Linked DNA regions of Delphinus delphis: region 2 is linked to region 1. The links are chromatin contacts, called in public Hi-C maps. All regions are on one chromosome and are shown on one strand. The core of a region is the stretch at or near the end of the contact, and the rest is flanking DNA. Distances in the headings are between cores, read along the strand shown. Region 1 holds the start of UNC5B (unc-5 netrin receptor B). Region 2 holds the start of SGPL1 (sphingosine-1-phosphate lyase 1).

Region 1 (2,743 bases), core at 152-2,651:
TGGCACATACAAGGACCCTGCCAGTGTTAGCTGATCCACCCCTTCTAATGTCACTGGGTTTCAATATCAAGATATCGCCCATCGCCCAACTGACTCCACATGCCCTTTGGCTCACCCTTGGGTGGTCAGGATTTTCCACCAGGAATCAGATTGGCTGAGAGGGGAGATCTTGGAAAGAGAGATTACTGACATTTGTGCTACAGTTTCTATATATATATTTAAAAATCAGTTCTACATTCCCTTATAAAATTGTTATTATCATTTTTCTCCATTTTGGAGATGATGAAGGAAGCATCAGAATGGTTAAGTAACTTGTTCAGGGTCACACAGCAGGTAAGGAGCAGAGCCCAAATCTACGCCCACCCGAGCCAAAAATGGCTTCCCTATGCCCCATTGTCACTTGCGGAGGGTGGGGGTGGGGTGGGGGAGTAACATCCTAGGCCCTGGGTGCTACAGGAGGTTCGGAGGGGTCTAGTCAAACAGTTCTGCCCAAGGTCATACCCACAAGTAGGGCCAAACAGGATGATCCAAGTCCACATAGCTGTAAGCCCCTGCTTAACACGGACTTGAGTGTTTGAGATTTCCTCATTGAAGGAGCTTTTTTGGTAAAGACCCCCCCCGCCCGCCCCCTGTAGAAGGCGTAGATTCTACGTAGTACGAACCAGGGAGCCAAAAACGACAGAGTCCTGAGTTTAATCAGAGGAGAAAGCTGACACAGCCAAGTCAGAGGAAAGCGCCAAGATACATTTCTTCAGTTTCTGGAAACAAAAATTGGGCAGACTCCGCTTCCAGCTACGATCTAGCGGCCGGGATTTCCAACGCTCCGGGCTCAGAGTTTCGCGCGGACCCCCCCTGAAGGGCCCCCAGCTCCGCCAAAGCCGCGCCCAAGGGGCCGTCGTTACCCCCTAGAAAGGCCCTCCGCCGGCTCCGCCTTTGCCCGCCCAGGCCCCGCCCCGGCCGCGCGCTGTCCTGCTCTGCTCGCGGACTCACTTGGGCGTGCGAGCGGCAGCGCTCGGCCTTGTGGCAGGCGGCGGAGGCCGGCGAGGGCGCCGGAGCCGCGGGCAGCGGCGGGGCGCAGGGAGGCGCGCACGGGGGCTCGGACGGCGCGGCGTTGGCCGCTGCGGGCGCCGCTGAGCGCTCTCACCCTCAGTCGCGCAACTTCGAAGCCAGGACGCGGGAGCCTGAGGAGCGCTCGAGCCCCGGAGCCTGAGGAGCGCAGAGAGGGGCACGCCGGAGCCTGGCCGGAGAGCGGGCGCCGGGTACCCATAGCGTTCCGAGCGCCGGGCAGCCCTCTGCGAAGCGTGGCTGCCTCTGCCCCCACGGAGGGCACGGGCTGGCGCGGCCGGGCGCCGGGGAGGACGGCGAGGAGGAGGCGGCGGCGGCGGAGACGGCGGCGGCGAGGCTGGGGTCAGGGAGAGAGCCCTGGGGGAGAGGCGCCCGAGCCGGGCCGCGGGAGCATGTGGGCCCGGAGCGGAGCGCGGGGCGCGCTACTGCTGACACTCCTGCTCTGCTGGGACCTGAGGCTGAGCCAAGCAGGTAGGGAGCGTTCGGGCATGGGGGAGGGGAGCGAGGGGAGCGAGGGGACCCTGGCGCCTCACTCTGCTCTGAAGTTGAGGTGGTCTATCGCTCCGTCAGTGCGCACAGGGAAAGCGGTAAGGGCGCCCAAGTTAAAAGGTAGATTTCTCTGCCCCAGCAAAGTGGGCGATGGCGCAGCTATCTCGCGGGGCGGGGCGGGGCGGGGGTGTTGCTCAGGCTCTCCAGCTCCCGCCTGGAAGGGAGAGATCGCTTCTTTTCCCTGGAACGGTGTCCAAGTCGGGGTGTGCGCCTCCCGGAGTACCGGCCTCCGGGGGACCCCTGGCTTCGCGCGCGCCTGGCAGCGGCGCCAAAAAACCAGTCGCTGCACAGGCCAGGTGTGCGCTCGCTTGCTGCTCGCCGGCAACTTCCTAGTCCAGGTCCCGGCTCGCCCAGACTCCTAGCGTGGCACAGACCCGAATCCGCAGATGAGAAGGAGGGAGCGAGAAACCTGGGGAACACGGGAAGCGCGGTCCGCTCCGCCAGCCAGATGAGGCCAGCTTGTAGGGTTTTGTTATCGAAGGGAATAGGGCTGTCTTGCACGTACAGCTTTCCTCGAGATCTTGGGATCCGCAGGCCTGGAAGAATTTTTTTCTGGGTGTTGGTGTTGTGGGGAGGAGTACGTAGTGATCCTGACGAGTTTCCTTTTAAATGAGTCACTGACAGTCTCCCCGTCTGGGAAGCCGACAAGGTGCGCTCTCCACGCTCCTACTCCAGACCCAGCAAGATGCCTTAAGGGAGTCGCTGGGCTCCTAAAATAAAGTCCCTATTCCCCCTCTCCCGCCGTGGCTGTGTACACGTCTCGCTGGTCTGTAGCTGGGCCGGGCGTAGCTGACTGGGCTGCGTCTTCCTGGGGAGCGGGTGGACACACGGGAGCCAACCCATCTCTCTCTCTCTCTCTCTCTCCCCCCTCCCTCTCTCCTTTCTCCTCTCTCTCTCTCTCTCTTTCTCTCTCTCTCTCTCTCTCTCTCCCCCCCTCCATCTCTCTCACTCTCTTCCCCCAGAAACCAAGCACCGGGCTTCCGAGGTTGGGTGGGCGTGGGCCGCATCCTGCATTGACTCCGAAAACTGGTGCACAAAGTGGACAGATGACGCAGCCCTCCCCCCTCTACCTTCCGCTTGGATGTTGACGTCCGCCGCCCTCCTCCCCGCTCCCCCACCCGAACGTCCC
Region 2 (2,743 bases), core at 4-2,503, 370 kb before region 1:
TGGAATCCCAAATTTACTCTTGATGAGTAGGCATTGGCAGGAAGCCCAGGACATTTTCTGACCCTTCAACACTGAGGATGCATGTCTGCTGGGGAACAGCAAGAGGACTAAGGGTATGGGGGTGTTAGTGCCTGGTTCAGGAGCTCTGGATAGTAGACATGTCTGGGACTTCTGATGGGTAGGGCTGAGGGCAATGAAGCCCAGAGATAACCTGTTTGCCTCTTTCATAGTCTTGACCATTCTGACTGGGAAGTGCTAAAGGGGCTGTGCAGAGAAGGGCAGATGTGATAACAAGGACTTCCATCCTAAGAGCACTAGATGAGGGTAACGATGGTAGTGATGACACCCCAAATTAGTGTCATGACATTTTGCAAAGGGATGGAATTGGGTACACTCATAAGTGTCATTTTTATTAAGATTTCAAGATGCCATGTAGGTGTCATTTAAATAATTTGTTGGAAAAAAATACTGTATGCAAATCACCGATCAGTTACAAGTAACTACACTGTCTTCTGCTTCTGCTGAATTAGTGCCACAACATGGGCAAGTCATGAAACTGACTTAAGAGTTAGTTCTTCTGGAAATGAAGTGGGTGATCCTGGTGGGTGCTCTCACTTGAATATCAGATGACTCCCAACATTGCTCGTGAAAATAAAGTAGTATTGGTAGCATTTTTGCCCAACAACTATAGTCACTGTTACCATTTTTGTGGGGAGAGGGGAGGATGGGGATAATATTTCCAATAAGGGCGTTTTCCTGTCGCTTTTCTTCAGGCATCGTTGACCTCGATGGAAGTCTCCAGGAAGGAGACAAGGAGCAAATCTCTGAGTCACTCAAAATCGCAAAGGCCTCTCCGGAGACCCATCTTGAGTCGTTGTTATGGATCAGTTTGCACAGTGCTCTGCAGGCTGACTCTCTCAGGGGCTCCAAGTGGTCAAAAGTGACCAGCAAGTTGGTTTTTAAAATCGGAGACTGAAGAAGCTGGGTACCCTCTGGGGCGGGCGCGTTCCACCTTCTCGGAAGGCCCGGGCGCCGCCCCCGCCAGGCCAGCAGGCGGCGCGCACGCGCCGTGGGGCCCGGAGGGGACAGTGGGCCTGCCGCCCAGGCCGGGGCGTGCGCGTGACCGGCGGCGGAGCCGCGCACGCCAGGGCTGGGGAAGGGGGCGGGCACCGTGGGAGCCGTTTCCGGACGGGGCGGGGAGGGGCGGGGCCACCGGCGGCCGGATCTCTAATCTCGGCGGCGGCGGCGGCAGCAGCGGTAGCAGTAGACGCCGCCTGGGGAGCTTTCGCCCAGCGGCCCGCGAGTCGGTTTCGCAGTGAAGAGGAGCAGGGCCGGCGAGACAGTGTCCGAGGGAAGGAGCGCAGAAGCTGCTCCCGGCTGAGGAGGTGGACGGGGCCGCGGCGAACCCGGAGGAAGGAGGAGGGTCCGGGCTGGGGAGGAGGGCTTCGGCTTGGGATAGGGGAGAGTCGGGACTGAATGGGAGGCGGGTCCTGGCCGGGGAGAGGGAGGAGTGTCTGGACTGCGGGGGGTCCTGTTGAGGAGGGGTCCTGTTGCGGAGGGGTGAGGAGAGGAGGAAGGGCCAGGCCGGACCGAGGGGCTAGCAGCTTGGGGCGGGCTCGGGTTCGGGCTGAGGGAAGGGGCGCCGACCACCTGAGGTCTGAGTGAGTGCAGGGTTCGCGAGTGGGTGGGGGAGGGCGCCAGGGCCGAGTAGGAGCGGGGTCCGAAACTCCACTCGCTGGCGGGGTAGGAGTGGTCTTGGGGTGGGCAGGTTTGCTGGTCCTTCGCAGGCGAGGAGAGGGTTGTGGGGAGGGAGGGATGAAGTCAAGAACGAGGCCTACCTGTTTCTAAAGGGAGTCCACCGGAGGCTGGACCCTGGGACTGGACTGCCTGTAGCGTCCGCTCCTTGGCCGGGTTAGTTTGAATGGGCGGGGCTCCGGGCCTTCAGGCCCTGGTCCACTGCAGGCTGGGCGTTTCCCCCGGTAGCTACCTGGGGGGGATTGCTTTGTGGGAGGGTGGCTCTGGAAGCGTTTGGGCAGCTGTGGGAGGGAAGCAGAGTGCCAGCAGGATTCTGATTCGCTGGTTTGGGGTGCTGGGGTGGAGTGTGAAAGCTAGGAGTGAAATCTGAGCTCTTAAAGGAGGGATAGAACCCTTTCTCTGCAGCTCTGGCGAATCTCGGCGGGCCGACGGGAGCGTTTAAAGCGTTAGAAGTAAACAAATGTGATTCCCTTTTGCAGAGGGGAGGCACTGAAAGGACGCCTGGAAGAGGAAGATGCCGAGTACGGACCTTCTGATGTTGGTGAGTCCTTTTTGCATCTATTCTCCTTGTTGTAAGTCACTTGTCGTTTACGTTTTATTTTTAGTCCGAAGGATGAGTGTGTAGATTTCACCTCTGATGCTTGCTTTTGGTAGCTGAGAGTTTCTGCCACCTTTTATTTTGGGTTCAATGATTAAGATGGATAAGTGACTGATTTAAGTGTATGTGTGTGTATATATATATATAATGAATATGAAGAATCATTTTCAAAATTCTTGCAGTTGATTTTAATCTCTCCTTTCTTATACTACCAGAACAGTTTTCAAACTTCTATTAAATTTTGTCTGGATCTGCCGTATATTAGTTTATAAGTGTTTGTTTCCCAGACTAGAGTTTTGATTCCCTGGAAGGCAGATATCTTGTCTTATTTGTTTAGAGATGATAAACACCTGTCATGGTGCTTCGTATATGGTGAATTGCTTAATTGCT

What was found. A called contact is a pair of places that touch in the nucleus more often than the background predicts.
Region 2: a contact with region 1 is called in a Hi-C map of lung, with 6 times the contacts expected there. The contact joins the promoter of SGPL1 here to the promoter of UNC5B in region 1. A contact is called at or near these places in 2 of 3 Hi-C or Micro-C datasets (lung and muscle).

Annotation. Positions count from the first base shown.
Region 1 is chr16:61,154,428-61,157,170 of mDelDel1.2, reverse strand. It overlaps UNC5B (unc-5 netrin receptor B), which reads left to right and starts at 1,401. Exons shown (of 17, transcript XM_060034840.1): 1 at 1,401-1,536. The coding sequence starts at 1,458.
Region 2 is chr16:61,522,747-61,525,489 of mDelDel1.2, reverse strand. SGPL1 (sphingosine-1-phosphate lyase 1) reads left to right here and starts at 1,253. Exons shown (of 15, transcript XM_060034842.2): 1 at 1,253-1,385; 2 at 2,235-2,296. The coding sequence starts at 2,270.